3 separate regions of the Mus musculus genome follow, and regions 1 and 3 are each linked to region 2. A link is a contact called in public HiChIP or PLAC-seq and promoter capture Hi-C data. All regions are on one chromosome and are shown on one strand. Each heading gives the region's core, a stretch centred on a gene start, on an enhancer-like site or on the middle of the called end of the contact. The rest is flanking DNA. Distances are from core to core; before and after follow the strand shown.

Region 1 (2,976 bases), core at 182-2,681, 200 kb after region 2:
CAGCAGCCCTTACAGTTAAATTGGGAAGGGTGGGGTCTAGTGTATCTGGTCAGTTTCGGGGACTTGCTGAAGCTTCTGAGTTGTCTACTTCCTTAGTCATGAGGAGCTTCCTTCCCTGAGGATAAAATGTCTCATCTCAGAGGACACTGCTACACAGCACACCAAGTGCGTGGCCTGCTCACGGGGCCTCACCTGCTCTGCTGTGGATAGACTGAGGTCTCCCCCTGTGGGGCAGTCCCTCCCAGAGGCTACTGGATTTGACCTTGACTATTTCACCTTAGGCCTCAGTTTTCTTTCTACCAACTGGAGACAGTCCTTGTGGACTGTGGGGACATTAAAGAGAGTTACTCTTCCCACGTCCTGGCTATTATTATTTACTATCCATGATAGCTACTAGTTGTGCCTCAACACACTGCTCTGGTGTCAACCACACCTGCCCAGAAAGCCAGAACCTTGCTTAACCTCCCCTCATCCTTTGATCCCAGCCTCCTCTAGCATCCGGATCCCAGTCACAGCAGCAGACAGCCCCTCCACTGCAAACCCCTGCCCAACCCTGTTCAGGGTCGGAGGCCAGCATCATGGCTTCTCAGTCACTCAGGAGAGTATGTGTAGTGCCCTCTCAGCTGTGTCCTCTGGGCCCACGTGTCTGCATTCCTGGGAGGAAGCTCATGGCCTAACTTCCCAGGGTTTTTACAGGACCCTCCTGGGTAGAGGCATACCTTCTGCCCTGTCCATCCTCAAGTGAGCTTATATGGGAGGTCCCAGGGCCTTTCCTTGAGCCCTCGCACGTGAGAGCAGCCACACATCCTGACCCCTCTACTGTGGGGATCTCACCCCAGAGGAAGACTCAAGAGTGGAGATCTCCCGGGCCCTGCCCAGCGGGCCTCAGGTGCTTACGGATTTCACATGAGGGCTTCTTGCCTGCCACTAAGAGGACACCATCCATTCCAGGTGACCCTGATGTCACCCCTGGAGCCTCCAGCACCATGGTCCTTGCCAGTACCAATTCTACCAGAAATGCTAGCCCTGCCCTAACACCCGTGCCTGTCTAGCCCAGGCTCTTGTCAGGATGGAGGCGCAGGGTGGGAACTAGGTAGACCTGCCCTGGGCACCCTTGAGGGGTCACAGGTAAAGGCTGTGGCTGGAGTTCACAGAACCCAGGTGTGCAAGCCTGCACATACAGTATATGGGTGCCCAGGCAGTGGGAGCAGGGCTGACCAGAGTTCTGCAGAGATTGCCTGGAGGCCTTCCTGGAAGAAGAGATCCTGGCACCGCACAAAGAGAAGCACAGGCTTTCCAGGGCTGAGGAGAGGGAGGTCAAGTGAGGCCCAGGTGCCCCTGCCTGAGCCTGTGTCCCCAGAAACCTCCTCTCCCTCTCATCACCCCCACATCCTCCCTGCCACTCCCCGCAGCTCCCTGTGGCCAAGTGCACTGCAGCACTCGGCTCTGCTCCACAAACGGTCTGCTCCACTCCAGGAAGGCCACCTCCTCCCCCCCCCCCCACCTCCGGCTGTCACCACTCACCGCTCTAGCCTCCAGGGGGTGGGGACCCCAGAGCTGGACACACCCCATCGAAGCCCCACAGCTCAGCCAGCCGGACAGACTCACGGTCGGACTCAAGACCCCGGAGCCCTGAGGTGGGCAGCGCGCCAGGGTTCCTCGCAGCCTCTTCAAGGTCAGTGCAAGTTGGGTGTGCAGCCCTTTGGAGCCTTTGAGGTCTGTGGGACTCAGCTCAGAACCCTCATCCCAGACCACGAGCCCCAAGGTGGGCTTCACTCCAGGTGCACCTGAGCCAAGTGCTGGGCAAAGGGCGCCCAGGTCCACAGTCAGCACAGGTCCAGGGGTCCATCAGGAGGGGCCCCAGGCTGGGGGCCAACCCCTTGCTGAGGCCTCTTTGGGGACACTCCCCACCGGCCATGGGGAGCTAAAATTGGAAAGTGGCGAGTGGGAGGCAGCTGACACAGCTATTTTGTGCGCTCTTCATCCGCTCCGGTTTCACTCTCCTGCTCCACTAACCTGATCCTGTGCTTCCCTCCCCCACCCTGCCGATGAAGAGGTGTCTCAGCCCTCCAGCCACAGTGCAGAGGCTGCTCAGGAGGGCCAGGCCGGGAGCGAGCAGGGCCAGCGTGGTCTGGTCTGAGCCGGGACTCACCAGGAGCACCTGCCCTTCAGAGAAGCTCACTGGATGGCCTCCCGGGTCCCTGACCCTTTGTGACCCACACCTCTCTGTCAGTGTAGCAAGGAGCGGCCTCCCAGAGCCCCAACTACAGGGCTGGAGGAGACAGATCTGCAACTGGGAGATCTTGGGTTGGGAGAGATGGGGTGACCCTACCCATCTCCAAAAGGGCACTGCACCGTGTTCCCCTTTCCCTCGGTTCCAGGTCTGGACCTAAGCAACCACTGGAAGACTGGCGGCCAGGCTGAAGAGGGTGGGAGGGGCTTAGGTACTGGCCCAGACCCCAGGGATGGCCCAGCAGGGTAGCCAGAGGGAGTGACCAGACACATCCTGGACTTGATACCAGTCAGCACCTTGGACAGCAGCCAGCACCCTCCCAGTTGCTGCCTGGCCCTGCCTGGTCCAGCTCTGGCCACTCTGGGGCCTCAAAGAGCCCAACATCCAGCCTGCAGCAAGAGCTTAGACTACACAGCACTTCAAGGGGGACAGTGGGTGAACACAGGCAGGGACCTGAGATAAAACAGACTCACGGCTTGGCGGAGGAATGGAGTCAGCAGAGCCCGGAGTTGAGCGAGTCTGGGAAGTTAGTGCTAGAGGAGTTCACGGGATCTCAGGGGACCTCGTGGGCAGGGCTTTGCTGAGGTTAAGAGAGGCTCACTGTGAGACGGGAGAACTGACAGAGTCTTCCACCATGGGAAAGACCCCATGGTTGGGGAAGTCTTGCAGGAACAGTTTGGTGTCCCAAACTTGTCAGCCCATCAGAGAGGTATGAAGGAGAGGAAGCTAGTCTGTGCGAAGTC
Region 2 (3,049 bases), core at 20-2,519:
CACATTGCCTGAAACTAAGAACCCTCTGAGATAGGACAAAGGTTGAGGCCTGAAGGGCCAGGGGGCCAGTTATGTGGAGCTTCCACAGACTAGTGCAACCCTTGAGGCCAAGAAAGAGATTGTTGCTTTTTAAAACACCAAAAGCCAAATGGGGGGAGGTAGGAAAAGAGGAAGAATCCAGGCAGCACAGGTAGGGGCTGGGGGAAGCAGGAAGCCACAGGGCCTTCTTCATGGTACAGGCAAATGGTGCCCAATCCAGAAATGATCTGCCTTGTGGCCAGTGGCATTGTTCCGACTCTCTGTGTCAGTTCTTCAGTGCACTCTGTTTGATCTTCTCACAGGTATGTGTATGTGTGTGTGTGTGTGAGAGAGAGAGAGAGAGACAGACAGACAGACAGACAGACAGAGAGACAGACAGAGAGAGACAGAGAGACAGACAGAGAGAGACAGACAGAGAGACAGAGACTACTTTAGATGAGTTTGTAATAACAACCATGAGAGTGAAGCCCACTGAGGTCTGAGGTTCTGGGAAGGCTTTGTGGCCAACCGGGCCAGTTGGGTGGGGGTGGGGGAGGGGAGGAGTGAGGAGGGTCCCTTAATATATACCCCCACCCCCAGCCCAGTTCTCAAAAGGACAAGGTTCCACATGACATTTGGGTCATCGTGTCAGAAGTGTCACAATGTCCATTTCCCAAGTGAGAAATCCAGCCGTTTTGGTCAGATTCACCTGATGTCAAGTCCGAGCTCCAACACTGTCATCTGACACCCACTCATGATAACACCCCATCAGTTTGGTTGTAAAGCCAAATGGCAGTTCCCAGAAAAAGTATAAAAGAGACATAACATACCTGACAAGAAGCCTGGTAAGGGAGGAGCGATCCATTGGCTCAGGTTTGAGGGGAGACGATCCGAAGTTAACTGAGCACAGAAGCCTTCAGTAATGACCATGAACAGCTCTGTTCAGTCTTTGTGCTCATCTACAGTGAATACTTTAACTGCTGAGCCATCAATAGTCTCTTTATGAGTCTTAAAAGCATGTCAAGGTATGGATTATTTTTTCTCTAACAGATTACATATGAAGATTTCTGTATCTTGTATTTAAGTTTATCATCAGAACTCTCATAATTGGGTAAACAGAACACCAAGAAGAGCTTCTGGTCTTCCCAGGCTCGTGCATGCTGCTCGCTTGAAAACTACAATTCCCAGGATTCTGTGAGCCGAAGAGGTGATCCTGGCCGAGGTCCGAGAGGCGGGTCCCAAGGCCCGCGCACGCGCCCGGGTTCCGGAGTTTGAGCTCGCCAGCAGGGCAAGCACACTAGGAACACCTGCGACACCCTGTCGGCAGGTGGGCAGCGCGGGCATCTGTGGCGCAGCTGGGCCCCGGGCTCGGAGCGGACGGGGCACAGAGCCCGGCTTCAGGTGAGGCGCTAGGCCGGGCCGGGCCGGGCTTGGTGCCCGACCCTGGACTGCAGGGGAGGCCGGCGGGCTTGCCGGACCCAGGGCGGTAGACGCCGCCTGCAGCAGGCGCCGAGGTGGGAGGGGTGGGCCTGAACCGCCCGGCCCCCGATGGCGCACTGGACCGTTCGGCTGGAGCCTTCACTGCCTCTGACCGCGGGGACGCACATGCTCGTGCCTGGGAAAGAATGGTGCACATTTGGCACAGGTGGCGTGGAGCAAGGAGAGATGAGCAGTGGGGGCCTGGGCTGCGCCAGCTGCGTTTGAAGCGGTGCCTGGGTCGGCCTGTTGCTGACCTTTAGGCAGTTGGGGCTCCGTAGAGAACCACCCGGATGGACGGACAGTCGGAGTTAGGAGTTTGTCTGCTTGACAATGGCGGGGGGGTGGGGGTGGGGGCGGCTACTGACGGACGACCCTGATGGACTTGCCTATAGGAACCCGTTTTCTCATCGTTAGTGGGAATCCGGGGTAAAAGTTTGGGACCTTCCACCAGAATCACGCTGCAGGTTGTGAGCAGCCAGTATCCTCTGACCTTATGCCAACCAGCCCCGAGCCTGTTGGTGTAGATGGTTTTAGGCTTATGGGACATGTGAATATTAGCACAATTCATTTACCATGTGTGGACTGTTCCAGGCACTGGGAAAATCTTGGCTCCTTTACCGGCCATGTCCCCATAAGTAACTCATTCACTTTCTCTGGTCCCTTCCTTCATCCTCTGTAAGACAGAGTGAAAAAAGACCTTCTTTGAAGAATTGCTGTGAGGCTTCCATGAGGTAATGCTGGCAAAGCTTTCTGTCTGGGTTCTGAACACATCAAATGTTAGCATGCACGACCACCAACTCTATAGACAAGGTTGGAGTTCTGGTTCCGGGTCCTGTCTTTTCCACAGACTAGCTGCTCTCAGGCTTTTAGGATCAGCCGGCCCTTTCACATGAAGGATCCGAGTTCCAAGTGGTGACAGAGTTAGAAGAGAACTGGATACTTTATCCTCAGAGGTGAGAGCTGAGAGCCCCTGGGGGCCTTGGAAAGGGAGGGAGCTGGTGAGTGGATTCACCCTGGTGGAGCATCATCCTGGTGTGCTGGACTGTCAGGGCCGTCAGGGTTGGTTTGTTTGCTAAGGATGAATCCAAAGCCTCCTGCGTGCTGAGCAAACATTCTGCTACACCCGTTCACTCTCTACTCTTTGCTTTGATTCACGGTCTCAGTAAGTCCTAGACACACCTAAGCTATGATCTTCCTGCTTCATCCTCCCCAGTAGCTGGGACAGCAGGCCTGTGACATCAGCCCAAGCTGACGACATGCTTCTAACCAACCTTGGACTTCTGGCTGGCAAGTTCTTGCTTTCAGAAATAGCAGTAATAAGCAAAGGCTTCTAGAGAGCCAGAATATTAAATTACTCAACACTCTGTTCCCCAGAGGCCTTGTCAGTCACCTCAGCATGGTTGTCTGGAGGGACACTCTCCCTCAGGAGATGCTAAAATGATCCCCAGGGCTTTTCAAGTTGGGTGAGAGATATGGCAGGGAAGGAAGACTCCAGACAGGCTACCATGGGCTTTGCAATTCAGGCTTGAGTTTGAACTTCAGCCCCTCCCCA
Region 3 (2,802 bases), core at 164-2,663, 180 kb before region 2:
GGAAAATAGGAGAGGTACTGAGGGCTTCTGTCTTGACCAGACAGTTTAGAGTCTTGGGAGCATCTTCAAGACCTGAAGACAGACTGACTGCATCCAGAGGAACAGTAGCAATGCAGCTCCGATAGCTGCAGGAGAGCCGTGGGCTCTGTGAGCAACACAGTCTAGTTAGTGTTCGGGGCTTGTGGGGGTTTGAATAGGTTTGGCCCTCGTAGACTCATGTGTGTGAATGCTTGGCCATAGGGAGTGCACTATGAGGAGGTGTGGCCTTGTTAGAGGAAATGTGTCACTGTGAGGCTGGCTTTGAGGTCTTATATGCTCAAGCTTCGCCCAGTGTGACAGTCCCCTCCTTGGTGCCTGTGGATCAAGATGTAGAACTCTCAGCTTCTCTTCCAGCACCAAGTCTGCCTGAACGCTGCCATGCTTCCCACAACAATGATAATGGACTGAACCTCTGAAACTGTGAGTCAGCCCCAATTACATGTTTTCCTTCTAAGAGTTGCCGAGGTCATGGTGTCTCTTCACAGCAATGAAACCCTAACTAAAAAAGGGCTTCTTTTTATGGGTCCAGGAGAGGAGGAGGAGTTGGTTGCTAAGGGGTGTATATGGGTGGGTCTCTTGTTTTGATTGACAGGCTTGTATTATGCAAGCTTTTGCTCAGTAAGCATGTCCTTCCCCATGATGCATCTGATTTTAGTCATATGAGCATCCAATCTTATGCACAGGCATAAAATATTAAATGGGGAGCAGGCTTTCCCAAAAAGTGCACTCAGAGGACACAGTTTGTCTTATTGCAAAGACACCCCAAATCAATCTACCCCCCGCCCCCCCCCCCCCACACACACACTTGCCTCTCTTATGACCAGGTAGAATCCTCTGAACACATTTGAATGGAAGTTGACCACAAAAGGGCACTTACTAAGGGTTGCTAGGGAGGGGAGAGTATGTGCTGTTGGAGCCGTCCAAGGAGGTAAAATGGCAGGGACGAATGTGGTCAAAGCACCGTGTGTGAAAAGCTAAGATGAAACCATTACTTAATTAAATGACAAAGATCGGGAAGGATGGCTGGCTTCTCACTGTGGTGACTGCAGAGATCATCAGAATTTGGTGATCCTGGTGTCACCTAAGCTCACTGTGCGTTTGTGGCATAAGAAACATCAGGACACTCCTGTTTCCCTCAGGTGGACAAAGTGGTCTGTGAAATCTCATGTAGAATAGTAAACCAGCCTCCTCTTTCAGAGGGAATCATGGGAGCCACTGGGACATGGTTAGGAGGGATAAGCCCAGACAGCTGCCCCGCCACCTCTCAGAGCCACACTTGAGGCCTGTAGGCATCAAGGTAACAGGCCTGGTGGCTGGCATAATGAGCCCGTGACTCACTGCAAGCAAGCTGTGGTTTTGATTCCAAGTGGCCTCTTGGGAGGAACTTGCTGCCGTCTGACCAGCCTGCAAGTCAGGTGCCAGGCACAGAGCTCCACCCCTTCACTCCAACCTCATGTCTGTTTTGGGGGTGCAGAGCCTGTAAAGAGGTCACTTTCTCCTCAAGGTCCTCTGCCTTCATGTACAAGCTCATCTTATTGCACCCCACTCCTCTAAGAAAGGGGAGCCTCCAAGGCAGGGTTGTGTTTAGAAGCTGGAAGCCAAAGCCTACCCAGTGGTAGCTGTCCCAGTGCATCCTGGGCCTTGACTTGGCCCACCATGTCTGGGTGGTTCCAAAATGTGGTGACCAGCTTCAGCAATCGGTTAAATATGCTCTCCTTGTCTTTCACATCTGGATAATCCACTCCACCTCTGCTCTCTGACATGCTCTGGAGGTCGTATCTGTTGTGAGGTTCTGCTTCCCAGAGTCTTGGCCTCTGGCATCAGAGCCCCTCCGTCCAGCAGCGTCTAGGCACCTTCTTTGTGAGAGTTCAGGTGGCTAAGCAACTGCTAACTTACTTTCCCATCCTTTTGCATCTGACTTTAGAAGCCTGGGTTGGGGCTATAGCTTAGCAGAAGAGCATTTGTCTGTTAGAGGCAAAGCCCTGGATCTGGTCACAGCACATCAATAGATCTGAAACTCAGTAGGCCACCCCATATGTCATCAAGTCCTCATGGGACCGACAGTGTCCAAGGAGCTCTGAGTCTCCTAGCACATGTTTTTAAGAGAGAAATGCACTGCACTGTGGTCCTTGTAAGGGATGGTTGATCAGGGTGCATATTTAAGAACAGCTCTGACTGAATCCTGAGAGCCAGGCAGCACTGGACACATCTCTCATTGTCTTCATGTCTAGCTGCATTCCCTCAAACCAGTGGCTTAACCAGCCACTCCCCCATCTCTGAGAAAGTAACATTCATGGGGATGCTGTAGTGGCAGGGCAGGCAGAGGAGGCAGGGCAGACAGAGCAGGTCCCCTGGCTTTTCCTGTTACCTCCTCCATCAGAGGCTTTGCTTTCTACCTCAGTGCAGGCTAGAACCACCTAGGGAGCTTGCAAAAGTCCACTGTCTGGGCTACACCCCAGACCAGTTAAACCAGGACTGAGGTGAGTGGTGAGTGAGTATGAACTGGGATCACTCTATCCCAGTCCAGCTCCCCTGCTCCTGGGAAGCCTCAGGGAGCCAGATGCAGTTCAACTAAACAAACCACCTTGAGACATCCTTCAGGGTCCCCGGACACCAGATAACCAGCTCCACTTAGCACAGGACTCTGCTCCAAAGGAACAGAGGCCACGAGGCTATCAGCGTGCTTCTCTCATAAGGACACTGAGCTGGCCACCTGGGGTTGCTCAGTCAAATTCCTTCAGAATGTGATTGTTGGGGGTCAAG

The links. Promoter capture Hi-C pulls out the DNA fragments that hold promoters and counts their contacts. HiChIP or PLAC-seq counts read pairs in DNA pulled down with a chosen protein or histone mark.
Region 1: a contact with region 2 is called in a promoter capture Hi-C map of macrophages, with 5 read pairs. The contact joins the promoter of Hhatl here to the promoter of Pomgnt2 in region 2. A contact is called at or near these places in 4 of 39 promoter capture datasets (liver, macrophages and pre-B cells), 3 of 484 Hi-C or Micro-C datasets (embryonic stem cells, myeloid progenitors and nephron progenitors), 2 of 115 datasets of contacts at active chromatin or transcription factors (pancreatic cancer cells and stem cell-derived neural progenitor cells) and 3 of 9 other capture datasets (adipose tissue, liver and macrophages).
Region 3: an HNF4G HiChIP or PLAC-seq map of pancreatic cancer cells shows a contact between it and region 2. The contact joins the enhancer-like site here to the promoter of Pomgnt2 in region 2. A contact is called at or near these places in 13 of 39 promoter capture datasets (3T3-L1-derived adipocytes, the C10 cell line, the HPC-7 cell line and 10 more), 5 of 484 Hi-C or Micro-C datasets (the CH12 cell line, cerebral cortex, embryonic fibroblasts and 2 more), 11 of 115 datasets of contacts at active chromatin or transcription factors (DN3 thymocytes, SST interneurons, T-cell acute lymphoblastic leukemia and 7 more) and 4 of 9 other capture datasets (adipose tissue, embryonic stem cells, liver and 1 more).

Annotation. Positions count from the first base shown.
Region 1 is chr9:121,790,962-121,793,937 of GRCm38.p6, reverse strand. Hhatl (hedgehog acyltransferase-like) reads left to right here and starts at 1,431. Exons shown (of 12, transcript NM_029095.2): 1 at 1,431-1,675. It also overlaps a transcript of Klhl40 not described here.
Region 2 is chr9:121,994,246-121,997,294 of GRCm38.p6, reverse strand. Pomgnt2 (protein O-linked mannose beta 1,4-N-acetylglucosaminyltransferase 2) reads left to right here and starts at 1,269. Exons shown (of 2, transcript NM_153540.4): 1 at 1,269-1,419. It overlaps Gm39463 (a long non-coding RNA gene), which reads right to left and starts at 1,309. Exons shown (of 2, transcript XR_871388.3): 1 at 849-1,309.
Region 3 is chr9:122,178,887-122,181,688 of GRCm38.p6, reverse strand. All of the region lies in intron 12 of Ano10 (anoctamin 10), which reads left to right. Among named protein-coding and RNA genes, the nearest start is that of Snrk, 63 kb to the right of the region's middle. Within about 2 kb of position 1,413, at least 24 of the 459 cell types and tissues checked have an H3K27ac peak or open chromatin away from gene starts, as enhancers often do. A contact at or near this core is called in the HPC-7 cell line, embryonic fibroblasts and pancreatic cancer cells, where this site is marked.